2 separate regions of the Monodelphis domestica genome follow, and region 2 is linked to region 1. The links are chromatin contacts, called in public Hi-C maps. All regions are on one chromosome and are shown on one strand. The core of a region is the stretch at or near the end of the contact, and the rest is flanking DNA. Distances in the headings are between cores, read along the strand shown. Region 1 overlaps MTHFD1L (methylenetetrahydrofolate dehydrogenase (NADP+ dependent) 1 like). Region 2 overlaps AKAP12 (A-kinase anchoring protein 12).

Region 1 (6,817 bases), core at 1,464-3,963:
CTGTTTTCTGGCCTATTTCTTCTACACACAGTTGGGATTTACCTGATTTGTCACAGCTGGAAAGCCTTTAAAATAGGCCCTTCCAGCTGCGCTTCAGATCCCGGCTTTAAACTCATCCCACAGGAGAATGGGTGTGTGCCTGCTCACATCCCCTTCCCCAGCTATCTCCAGGCTTGGCGCTGGGTCGCTTTTCAAGCAATAAATGTGCATGGGCTAGTCAAACAGTATTGGGACCTGGGATCGATCCATTTCTTGGGGGGCTTCTAGCAAAGCCTCTGGGACCCCAAACAAGGTTTAGTTTGGGGGCCCACCCAGTCATTCTCGTAGAGATTACAAGGGTTCTAGAGAACAGGAAGGGATGTGTGTAAGAGATTCCCCAGACCGCCAGCCTTAGGTCAAGGCTGGGGCTTTGGCTTCAGAACCTCCCAATCAGAGCTCTTCTGCATAAGGCTAAATTGGCAGGCGGCCCGGGACTCCCCCTCCCTCACTCTGGGAAGTATAAGGTGATTGCCGCCGCCCCCCCCCCCCCCCCACTCTAGGAAGTATATGGTGAATGCCTGCCCTCCCCGACTCTTGAAATTACTGGCAGAACGCATTAGGAAGATCCTAGGTCAGTGCCCCGGTCTCACGTTTGTTCTTAATTCTCCATAATAGCAGAGGCTATTCCTCAACCCTGAACTCTTAACTACGCAAGCCACCATGACTACAGATCCGACTCCACGGGGATCTCTATTTAAAAAGAAAAAGGAAAAGGCTTTAAATGGTGAGCTCCCGGTACACGGGGCTCACAAAGGGGGGAGAATAAACACGGGGATGGATTAAAGATGAAGTTTCCCATTTGGCTCACGTTCCCCAATACAGGACCACACAGGAGCTGGCCGGCTCCCTCCCTCAAGCTACAGGTTAAAAAAAAAAAGAATCCTAAAAAGTAAACGTCGTTTACTTGGGCCCTTCGGACCCTGCTTATTCAATGAGAATAGGGAGTAATGGCTAGATTTATCCGGAGAGTAAGGACGCGGCTCGCATTGTGGCGGTAACAAAGCAGGGCCACCAAACACTAGACAGGGCCCCGCGGTGATCCAGAAAAGCACACGTTAACGTTATCTACGTCGTGCTATATTTTTATTTAGCTGGTGAAATACTTTCCACCGAGGACTAGCAGGTTTCACACCTGTGGTTGGTGTATCAGAGGAAGGCGGTAGGAAGGCTCGAGCTTTTCTGATATTTACCGGCCGAAGGACCCTGGGTAAGTCTCTTTAATTCTCCCAGCCTTGCTTCCTAGTGGGGTAGTCACTCTCTCCCAGCCTGTAATAGTCATTAACTTACGGGTCCTTTATGTAAAGCACTTTGCAAACCTGAAAAGCTATTTATTATTCTTGGCCCACTCAATAGAGAGGGTCGGGTACATAACAATAAAGTACAAGCTCTTACAAATACATGAAATTTAACAGAAATTCCCAGGGCATGAGTTATCAGTTAGACTTATCAGTTTTGGGCAGTCAATTTGCTGGACTTACCTTAATTGGGTATATTTTAGGAAATGGGGTGGGGCAAGCATTTATTAAGTATTTTTACTACAGGGTGAGGCACTGGGAGAACTAATCCTTTAAAAAAAAGAATATTTGGGTGTGAATCATGACTCATTTCTCTTTTGTCCCCTCCCCTAAATTTAAGCCACATGAAATCCTGACTAAATGTTTCACAGTTGTGCCTAGAATGGTGCCAGTTATAAATAACCACTTTTTAAAAAAAAAACCTTCTTTCCCTTCTGGGGTAGCATCTAGTCTGAGATGGAAAAGCACAAGGGTTAGGCAATGGGGGTTAAGTGATTCAAGGTCACATATTTAGGAAATGTCTGGGGACAAATTTGAACTTTGGTCCTTCCAAGTCCAGGCCTGGCACTCTAACCAGTTTGAGCTCCACTAGGGAATCAGTCCTCTCTAGGCCTTGATTTTCCTCATCCATAAAAATGGGAAATAAGAACACTTACAGAGAAAGCATTTTGTAAACCTGCATTAATGTAAGTTTTATCATTCTGGCAGAAATATGAGGGAAATGGTGTCCAAAATCAAGTGCCAAGAAAGGCAAAGCAAAAAGAGACCCTGGAGCCTATGTATGGCATAATCAGGATCTGCTTAAGTCACAGCTAAAAAAGGCTTGTGTTTTTGGATTCTGGCAAGAGATTAGCCTGTACAAGTACGGAGGCCAAGGAGAGGAAATCAAACCATACCATATCCCAGAGCCAAAGTGAAATTTTGAAGACAAATGTGTAGAACCTCATACTATTTTTTGGCAGTACAAAGTAAAAGACATTGCTGTAGGAAGTAATGAGGGGTAGTGGCTTGCATATATAGGATTCATGACACCCTAAAGGGAAGATCCAGGGATACTCAAATGTTTCTATACTGGCTCTGAACAAGAACATGTGTAACATATATCCAGATTCACATGCTTCCTATGTAAAAATCTCAACATTGTTTATTTTGAAAAATTCAGACATTAGGAGACTTAAAAAAAAAGTGACAATGCCCTTTTTCACTATTAAGATTCAATTAAAAATAAAAGATCAGGGGAATGGGATTCATGTACCAAGTAAAAAGGACTTTAAAATGCCATATTGTTTCAAAAATAAAAATCAGACAGCAAAAGCATCTGGCAGCTGTGAAAACATTCAGTTGCCAGTAGAGGTATTTTCTTTTCTCACCACAGCTGGTCAGTTCAAGGCATATTTTGTTTTCCTTTTTCACTGAGCTTCTGAACCCAAAATACTTAGCTCTAAATGATGGTGGATTGTATTTGCATTTTCATGAATTGGCTGCCACCTTGTGGTCATCTCTGGGAAAGTGGCTAAAGTCTTCAAGTTCAAAAATCAGAAAGCTTTTATGACTACATCAGCCTATCCTGCAAATTGGCATCTTCACGGCTCTCCAAGCTGTAACCTTCGGGGTCATCTAGTTCAAGGGTTTTTAGACTGGGGCCCAGATATCCCCAAGAAATCTATGGATAGATCTTAAAAGTCCTTTGGAGTTGGGAGGATGGGGGAAAATGGCATTTATTTTCACTAACTTCTAATTGAAAAATAACTTCTTCGATTAGAAAGGTAGACAAAAAACCACAGTAGTATTAATGGACCTCATGACCTTGTCAATGATAGAAAATTTTCTATCATTTTCAAATTTACGGTTTGAAATAATATGTGCTTATAACTATTTTGAGATGACTGCAATTATCAGACTGTTGATATTGTAGTCTTGTTATTTAATGCTTCAAAAGATTTCATATTACTCTATATCATTTGATTTTAAAAATATTTTATAACTCAATATAATTTAAGTATATTTTATAATTATTTCAGCAAAATTGAAATATAGAACTAAAATATATAATTCTATGTATTTTATTTTATGCATTTAAAAGCACTCTTCTGAGAACAGGTCTATCAGTGGCTTCACTTTAGGCAAAGAAATCTATGCCACAAAATGGTTAAGAACCGTTGGACAAGTCCAACCATTAACTGATCTAGAATTTCATTTCTGTGAAGAGATCCTTAAGATACAACCCTTATGTATTTTATTTTAAACCCTTACTTCTTTGGGCAAGTCATTTAACCTCACTGACTAGCCCTTATTTCTCTTCTGCCTTGAAACCAATACATCATATTGATTCTAAGATGGAAAGGAAGGGATTAAAAAAACAAAACAAAACAAAACCTTACCTGCTATCATAGAATAGATCCTAAATGTCAATTCTAAGAGAGAAGAGTGGTAAGTTCTAGGCAAACTTCTTCCAAAAGTCCATCTATTTCTCAATTCAATGAAGGCTTAAGATTGTAGGGGAGGGATGATGGGAAGAAGGCAGAGTAGGGTTTGAAGCTTCCTCACCCTCCTAATACCCACCCACAAACAATCAAAAATAACTCCACAGAATCAAAGCTAAAAGCAGCAAAAACAGAGAGGTGCCAAGAGAGAAGCTGAACAGCCAGGGATAATTAGGGAGAAAGGTTTCTGACTTTCCTGGCTTCAATCCCACCATCCTAAACCCTGGGGGAAGGAACAGAACAAAAAGAATGGAATGAACAAGTTAGACCCTGGGAGCAAGATTGGTAACCTCACCTTGTTTGCTGAGTCTCTCCTTCTCTCCCTCTCCAACCCCCTTCCCTGCCTCACCCTCAGTTCGAGTTTGGAGGATGCCACTGGAACTCTTAGGTGGAGGGCCCTGGGAGCAGCCATGTCTGCTGCACCCTCAGGTCCCAAGACCCTTGCTGCCTTCAGCTGGAAATTGAGGGAGGGAACACCACAGAGTCTATGGGTGCCAACCCCAACAGGCAGGAACAAAGGCCCTGGAGGGCCTTTGGAGATCTGAGGAACACAGCCTGTACACCTGCTCTAGTCTAGGATGCAGCAGAAGGACAGGAGGAGTAAAGAAAAAGGCTGCACCAAAAAGTGTGGTTGCTAAGGGACTGGGTCCCCATTAACTGTGGTCACTCCCAGGAGAATGGAGTTCCTGCTGTTGCCACAGGGGAAGGTGAACTGTTTGCTTGTAGTTGCAATGGCAGAACTGCCATGGGCTCTGGTTGGAGCACTGCAATCAATCATCAACTAGGGTTTCGACAGGGGCCTGGGAATACACCTGTCTCTGGACTCTAAAAACAGGAATAACTAAATAGGTCTGAGGAAAACAAACCCACACAAAAAATCTGAAACATGAGTTAATATAGTTCAACATACTAGAAACCCTGGGACTCCCAGTAAAAAGCTGGCTTATCCAATACAGATTTTAAAAATAAATAAATAAAAATGAGCAAACAAGAGAGAAAGAACCCAACTATTGATAGCTATTATAGGGAAAGAAGTCCAGGCTCAAACTTGGAGGACAGTGAAGCAAAAATAGCTACTTTAAAAATAACAAAGCAATACAACAAATGGCCACAAGCTCAAAAGGAACTTTTGAAAGAGCTTTAAAAAGATCTTAAAAACCAAAGGAAAAAAACTGAGGAAAAATTAAGGGAAAAAAATAAGAGCAATGCAAGAAAACCAAGAAAATTAGGAAAGATCACCCAAATTGAAAAATAAATCCAGGAACTTGCAACGATTTCCTAAGACAACAAGAAATAATAAAGCAAAATCATAAGAATGAAATGATAGGAGAGAATATGAAAAATCTTATCACAAAAAGTGATCTAGAGAATAGTTCAAGGAGAAATATTGTAAGAATAACTGGAGTCTTAGAAAGTTATTATCAAAAAAGAGTTTAGGGGGCAGCTAGGTGGCTCATTGGATTGAGAGTCAGGCTGAGAGTAAAGAGGTCCTAGGTTCAAATCTGGTCTCAGATATTTCCTATCTGTGTGACCCTGGGCAAGTCAATTCACCCCCATTCCCTAGCCCTTATTGCTCTTCTGCCTTAGAAACAATACAGAGCATTGATTCTAAGATGGAAGGTAAGGGTTTTTAAAAAAAAGTTTAGATTCCCATACTCCAAGGAATCATCAAGGAAAATTGCCCAGAAATTCTAGAATCAGAGGCTAAAACAGAAATGGAAAGAATCCCCCAATAACCACCTCAAAGAGACCTAAAGATGAAAATACACAGGAACATCATTACTAAGTTCTGTAGCTCCTAGTTTAAGGAGAAAAGACTACAAGCAACAAGAAAAAACCCTTAAATCCTGAGGAGTCACAGTTAGAATAATACAATATTTAGCAGCCCCAGCATTAAAAGAATGCAGGACATGGAACACAGCATTTTGTAGAGCAAAAGAACTGGGCTTACAACCAAGAATAACATCAAGCAAAGATGAGCATAATTATAAAAGGTAAAAAAATAGATATTTAAAGAACTAAAGGAATTTCAACTATTCCTAAAGCTCAGATCTCAGCAGAAAATCTGTAACATGAATACAAGGGTAATAAAAAACGAATCATAAGCAACCCAAAAGGTCAAAATGTTTGGCTCCAATATGGAAAATGTCATATTGGCCCCTGGGAATGGCATCATTACCTGAGTATTTTGAAGGGGCATATATGGTTGGAACACTCAAGGTTGAGGTAAATGGAATGGAATGAGCTGAAATGACAGTGAAAAAGACTAGGAAGAGGTAGGGTGGAATGGCTATCTAGGAATGAGTGAAGAACTGCCAAGGAGAAAGGGAGGAGTGGGTGGAGGGCTGGTAGTACTAGAAGAATGCTACTATCATCAAACCTGTGATAAAGGGAGAATACAAAATTACAAGGGTAAAAATCTTCTTAATATACAGAGAAATGAGAGGGAAGGGAGATGGGATAAGGGTGGGACTGGGAGCCCCTTTGGGGGACTGAGAGAATAAAGAGAAGGAAGGGTGAGTTAAGAGAAAGGAAGGCAAGGGGATAAGACCTAGAGGGGAGTATATATTGGGAAATAGGGAGATAAGGTAAGGGGATAGGGAGGGACTCAAACAAGATAGAGAGGGAATTTTAGAATCAAACCCATATTAAGAAGTAGGAAGGGACAACTGGGTGGCTCATGGATTGACAGTCAGACCTAGAGATGGGAGGTGCTAGGTTCAAATCTGGCCTCAGACACTTCCCAGTTGTGTGACCCTGGGCAAGTCACTTAACCCCCATTGCCTAGCCCTTCCCACTCTTCTGCCCTGGAGCCAATACACAGAATTGACTACAAGATGGAAGGTAAGGGTTAAAAAAAAAAAAAAGTAGGAGGCCCAGAGCTTGATTCAGTTTTCCTTTCCACAGAGGACATAGTACTTTTGGAAAGGTCGATAAAATAAGATTTAAAAGGTAAGGGGAAAGGGACAAAGGAGGGACCTTTGAAAAGCTGTGCTAATT
Region 2 (6,817 bases), core at 3,078-5,577, 450 kb before region 1:
TTAAAGAGTTTAAAATAATGTGATTTGTATCTTCAACTTCAGTGCATAGTAAATACACATTTAGTGGATGAAAATCTAACAATGAATATTTTAAAACAGCAGATGGCAGTGTCAAGCTATTTTGATCTCTAAATCAGAATTAAACACAATTCTACAACTATAACAGATCTATATATCTTAATTTTAATTGTGTTCCTTCAAAATTGCCTATAAAAAGCAAAATTTCATATACTGAATCACGTTCCAGAAACCCCTGGGATAGGTGAAAATCTGCGAAGTAGCAGTGTTATATTTATTTTATTATTTATATATATTTTATGGCTTTATAAACCCTTCCCACTCTCCTATAAACCTTTTCCACATTCTTATTAACCTACAGTCAATAAGCCAATCAGAGCCCAGGATATAGTGCTGTGGTTGGTTGCCTTTCATTCCATCAGTCAATAGTATGCCACGATAAGTGTAACGCCGCCATAAAGAATTATAATTTTTTTTTAGAAAACCCACCATAAACTGAAACTATGATAAAGAGAACCCCAATATAACCAGGGAAGAATATATATTCAAGGGAGATGTCATAGATACTCAGAGATAACCAACAAAATGTTCCTATTGTCAAAGAGCTGAAATTCTTGGGAAAGGGCAGCATTATGGATACAACATACACAAATTCCTGGGCAAAATACCACTAACAAAATGAAGGAATAAAAGAATTCGGTAGGGGGTTGAAGAGAGGAGAGAAAGGGAGGGAGAAAGAGAGAGGGTGGAGCAAGTCTACTTCATAAATGCATGCTAAATTGTTCCATTTTGGCCATGTTGAGTTTATCATGTCTAAAGGATTGGAGCTGGATGTGGAAATATCTACTTTAAGATGAAACTTCAAACACATAGGAGTAGATTAAATCATAAATGCAGGAAATAAAGCTGATAGATAACTAGTAAATAAATAAGGGCAAGAGAAGAAAAATATATCTGCATAAAACCACTCTGATGACCTACTGACCAGACATTTCAATTTTTGACCCCATTTGGGGATTTTCTTGGCAATGATACTGGAGTGGTTTCCTCCTCCAGCTCACTTTACAGATGAGGAAACTGAGGCAAACAACGTTAAGGGACTTGTCCAGGATCACACAACTACAAAATATTGTCTGAGGCCACCAGATTTGAATTCAGGAAGATGAATGTTCCTGATTCCAGGGCCAGAAAATTAAAAACCTACTCCTATATTCAATTTCAATGATTTGAAAGTTCCTCAGTTCATTTCAACATCAAAACTGTATTCTCCAGTAATAAGATAGGATCAAGTACTTGAGGGAATGAGTAGAAAGAAAACTGTAAAGAATTTGTTTTTAAAATGATATTTGATGATTGGTGAGGGAAGCAAGAGGATTCACCTCACTATGTATTTTATTGTTGTTTAGTCCAACTCTAACTTTATGTTTATGTCTAACTCTTCCTGTCCTCATTTGGAGGATTCTCTGTGGAGAGCCTGGAGTGGCTTACCATTTCCTTTTCCAGCTCATTTTGTAGATGAGGAAACAGTTAAGAGACTTTAAAAGGGTCTGAGGTCATATTTGAACTCAAGAAAAACTAGTCTTCTTGACTCCAGGTCCAGCATTCCACTTGCTCCCTCCAGCTACCCCTAACTTCCTTCTCCCACCCCCACCTCCAAAATCTTCAGGGAGTATAATCAGTTCTTGACTATTCAAATGCATCTAGAAACCAATCATTTGAAGGCCAAGAAGGCCAACAAAATCAGGATCACAGTGTACTTACAGGCATTGGCTTTGTTCCTATTTTTCACACCTTTCTTTAATTTTTCTGTTATGTTTAGAAACTAAACCTGTGATTTCATTGCTAGCAAAGCCCTACTGCAACTTCTGGTCTTAGAAAGTTGCCTAGAGCACTGGGAAGGTTAAGAGTCTTGTCCATGGTCACATAGTGTTAAAAACAAATCTTTCACTGCCTCCCCAGGTCCAAGGCCAGTTAATCCACACAAGCCTTATTATTTATTTATTAAATCATTAATTTCTAGGACAACTGCTACCCTTCCTTCCAAAATGAATACTCCCAACATATGTACTTTATCAAGCATAAATCCACATTCCACCAAGAAAAGCTCAGTGATAGTGAACTGGCTTAAAATACCTAACAATTTCTTATTTTCTTTTTTGCAAATAATATTTCTCTTTAAATTTCCTCTTCAATAAAGGGGTGGGGTGGCACAGCTACTTGCTAAGTGGATTGAGAGACAAGCCTAGAGATAAAAGATCCAGGGTTCAAATTCTAGCTGTGTGACCCTGAGCAAGTCACTTAACCCCAGTTACCTTGCCCTTACTGCTCTTCTGTCTTAGAACCAATAAAGGGTATGGATTCCAAGGCAGAGGGTAAGATTTGGGGGTTTGTTTTTTAAAAGGAATACCTTAGAGCACATAAAAAGTAGATTAGAATGTAGGTAAAATAGCCTTTGCTTATTTAGTTGGCTGAGGACAACATCTTCAGACACTAAGCCCAAAGAGTAGGTGGGAATCCTTATTTTATCTCTCTTCCCTGGGGCATTACCTCTCAGCACTGCCTTCACACCGACTAAACTATCCCCACACAACCTTAGGCTTTCCTGGAAAGTATATACCAATCAATAACAAGGACTCAATTGAAGCAGCAACATTTAAGAGGAAACAAGTTTGTCATTTAGTGTCAGCCCAGCTCTCTCATACACCTCCCCTTATCTTTATCTAGACAAATCACGGAGAACAGAAAGGGAAATAGCCTCTCCTTCAAATCTCCATTTTCTGAGGGTAAGACAGGCTCTTTCCCAAATTTCTTCTTTTCCTAGGAATGCAGATTTCTGGTTAGTGATTTTAGATCTTCCATTTTCCCAGGTTCCCATTTGCTGTCGGATCTAGCTCCATGTAATAACATTTTTTCAAAGGTGATAAAATACTGGACTCACATTTCTTTGTTTATGGAATCTTAAAGTTCATTCCATACTAACTTAAATGACTTATGAGACATCAGATGCTAGGACAACTCTGGGAAGTGGGTGTTATTAATAATCCCCATTTTAGAGAAGAGGAAACTGAGTGTCACCTAGATAGCCAGAGGCTAGAAGTGAACTCCATCCATTCTATTGCTTGTCTTTACAAACAAAAACTCGAATATCAAAATAATTATGTTATACATGTATATATATTAAGCTAAATTAAATGTGCCTTTCAAAATAACCCAATTATTTTTCTATTATTTCTTTTGAAAGAATGAAAGCTGGCAAAGGAAGGCCTAATGCCACTATTCTACATACCCACACCCCCATACACAAGCACAAATAGTTATTCAACCATTTTTAAAGCAGTATTGAAATTCAAAAAAAGGAGTGGTTTCAGAGTTAGGTGCCCAGGATTCAAGTCCAGGTTCTGACATTCTAGAATGATTGTTAAGATCACGTTCAGTTATAAATCTAGGATTTTATGGCTTTGAGTTGTTACTCACTAGCCCTCAGTTTCCCCATCTACAAAATAAAGGAATTGGGCCACAATCTTTTTTTTATTTCTAGGTTTTAAAAAATCTGTGGAAAGAATATTAATATTTCCTGATCTTGTTCACTCTCTGTTTTCCAATTATTAATCCAAAAGTCTAAAATAATCTTTCACATCTGCCTAGAAGCCCTAAAGATGATCGTGAAGAATAAGGATACCAGGCATTGGCCTATTCTAAACTCTCAGTGGGAATTCAATCATCTTTCAGAAGATTCTTAGTGAAATTTCCTTCACATTTCACAGTGAAATCCAAAGAAAAATCTTCACAAAAAAGTCTTATGTAAATACCTGGTGAATATTCACAGTATTACTAAGCTATTGTTTTAAGTGCTTTTTCCATATCACTCCTTCAAAAACAAAGGGATGATAGCAGAATTTTTAACTTATTTTGAAAATGTTTTTAAAAAATCTTTCAGAAAAAAAAAAAGGGATTCCACATGAGGCAGACCTACTAGTCAGAATTGTAATACTCTAATTTTATTCCAGTACAAATGGTTATAAATTAAAGGGAATGGGAGGTGTAAAGTGTGTTTTTACATGAAAAAATGGCAGACTATTGACACTTCCATTATTTGAGAAGATTAAAATCCATTTCCTTGATCTGACCTTTCCTTTTGATAAGCAGAGGCTAAACTAACTTTCTGATGGTTGGGGATGAACTGTAATAGCTTGCACTGTAACAGTTAAATCTAAAGCACTTCATGGGCTTGCAGTCAACCATGTCGACATCTGGAGCTGGTTGACTTTTCCCCAAAGATTTGTAACATAGCTCTGGAATTTTTCCAAGAATTCTCTACATTCTAAATACATCAGTTATGTCCTACACACCCAACTCCCCATGTTCCAAAACCCACTGACCATTAAAAAAAACTCCATTTTTTAAACCTCAAAGGAAAGTAGTCATCATTCCCATCATGTCTGGATTTTGTTCCATGTCATATTCTTCTGCTTAATGATCCTTTAATGAGCCAGGCCTATTACCAATGTATTAAAAGCTGGAACCTGCTACAATTTAGATTTCCCCAAACTAATATTTGCAGACAAACAAAAAAGAAGCCATGTTAAGTATTTAAAAATAAAATTTCTAAAAGGCTCTTGTGGAACAAATCATATCCTAAATAGATTCTGGAAGGGGAATAATAATAATAATAGACAACTAAATGTTTGTTTTTGTTAATTAGTGTGTTTTCAATCTGGACATAAATGAAAACATATTAGTTTTTCAATGACATTCCATAAACTGATATCCTCATACTACATGCTTTAAGGCAGGGAGTCTTTACCTGGAATCCATGAAATTGTTTATTTAAAATGTCTGAACAACTGTAGTTATTCAATTACAAATTATAGCTAGTTTCCTTATTTCCTATTCATGTATTTTATTTTATGCACTTAGAAACACTGAGAGGTCCATCCAGAAGCTTTACCACGCCCCCAAAAAGGATCCAAGAACCAAAAAAAAGGAAAAAAAAGGTTAAGAATTCTTGTTTTTAGGTCTTTATAAATTAGATCATGACAATTAGTCCTTTTACCCTGTTAAAGTGTTTAAGATCCTTTTTTTGGATATGGCATTGTGTATACAAAGACAATGTCTCTCTTTAAAGAGCTTACATTTTACTGAGAGGAAAAAAAAGATGTTGAAGGTAACTTGGAAAGAAAACACTAACATCTAACAGGATCTGATTTGGGGAAGATTTTTAGGGAACAAACACCGCAGCCCAAATCTGAAGAAAAAGGAATGAGAACTATTTATGCAGAAACATTTGATGATCCATAAATTCTCAAACTTATTTAACAACATAGAAATCTTTCTAGCTCAACCTTTACTTTTTGGCTTTTGTGAAAAAACCCACGAACTATATATTCTAATGAAATTTTGAGAAATTTTGAAAAATCACCTAGAAAACAGCAAAAATGTTCCTGATTTCTTCCTCAACACATTTAATTCTAGTACTCAAACACCAATGGATTGTAGAGTGACTTTTGCCTTAGTTAATCCTTTCCAAATCAAATGCTATTCTAAGAGATTCATTTCATGACCTGCATACTCTCTATGTATTATAGAATGTGAACCCTCAAACTTGAAATTTTCATCTATGTTTAACTTTAGTCCTTCTGAGGAGCCTTGTCTCTTAGTATAGCATTAGGACCCGACTCAGGTTGTATAGAGGTGGATGTTTATCATACATGAAAAGCACTATTTATTATTGGTGATGCTGTGTGCCTGTGAATATTACAAAGTCAGGGTAGCAGAAGAGAGCACTCCTCCTCCTTTTGACCCAAAGGGAATGGAGAGACCCAAGATTGGCTGCTGCTGCCTCCAACATATTATCAATTGTCTTTCCAGGCTTCTCAGTTCTAAACTTCAAAGTCATCCTTGACTCCTCACTTCCCTTTACTCCGATGTAATTAATCAGTTGCCACATTTGGTCAGAGCTATTTATACATAAACTTTAGGCTCAGGCTTTTTCTCTTTACATACAAGTCTACCATCTTAGTGCAGTAATAATAGTGGTTATAGCAGCAATAGCAGCAGCAGCAGCAGCAGGAGTGGTTATATGAAGATAAATAAACAGTTTTTGACCTTACAAGGGGAAGGTATGGAGAACACTAAGAAAGAACAAAAATAGACCCTGTCCTCCAGGGACTGTAAAGTAACAAAATAATTTTAAGGTAGAGAAGGAGGGTGTTAGTAATTGGGGGGGGGGGGGGGTGAAGAGTGCATTAAAGGTGGTCCATGAGCAAAATTAACCTTGAAGGAAGTGAGAGATTCTGAAGTAGAGGTGAATATATTCCAGATTTGGGGGATAACCTGTGCAAAGAGATGAAAATTTAGGAATGCTAGATTTCCCAGTTCTTGGAGTCCATTGGTTCTGGGTTCAAATTTGACCTCAGCCACTTCCTATATGTGTGAGTCTGGGCAAGTCAAATAACCCCCACTGCATAGCCTTTGCCCATTTTCTGTCTTCAGAATTAATACCAAGACAGAAGGTAACTTTTTTTTAAAATGCTGGATTTTCAGGGGACAGCTGGGGGGCTCAGCAGATTGAGAGTCAGGCCTAGAGATGGGAGGTCCTAGGTTCAAATCTGGTCTCAGACACTTCCCAGCTGTGTGACCCTAGGCAAGTCACTTAACCCCCGTTGCCTAGCCCTTACTGCTCTTCTGCCTTAGAGCCAATACAGAGTATTGACTCCAAGATGGAAAGCAAGGGTTTAGAAAAAATCAATAAAATAAAATAAAATAAAATAAAATGCTGAATTTCAGTTTCTATATGATG

The links. A called contact is a pair of places that touch in the nucleus more often than the background predicts.
Region 2: a contact with region 1 is called in a Hi-C map of limb, with 4 times the contacts expected there. The contact joins two enhancer-like sites. A contact is called at or near these places in 2 of 2 Hi-C or Micro-C datasets (limb and spleen and liver).

What each region holds. Positions count from the first base shown.
Region 1 is chr2:430,534,262-430,541,078 of mMonDom1.pri, reverse strand. The region is part of intron 7 of MTHFD1L (methylenetetrahydrofolate dehydrogenase (NADP+ dependent) 1 like); the gene reads right to left. Among named protein-coding and RNA genes, the nearest start is that of MTHFD1L, 38 kb to the right of the region's middle. Within about 2 kb of position 2,713, at least 1 of the 2 cell types and tissues checked has open chromatin away from gene starts, as enhancers often do. A contact at or near this core is called in limb, where this site is marked.
Region 2 is chr2:430,980,936-430,987,752 of mMonDom1.pri, reverse strand. All of the region lies in intron 3 of AKAP12 (A-kinase anchoring protein 12), which reads right to left. Among named protein-coding and RNA genes, the nearest start is that of ZBTB2, 61 kb to the left of the region's middle. Within about 2 kb of position 4,327, at least 1 of the 2 cell types and tissues checked has open chromatin away from gene starts, as enhancers often do. A contact at or near this core is called in limb, where this site is marked.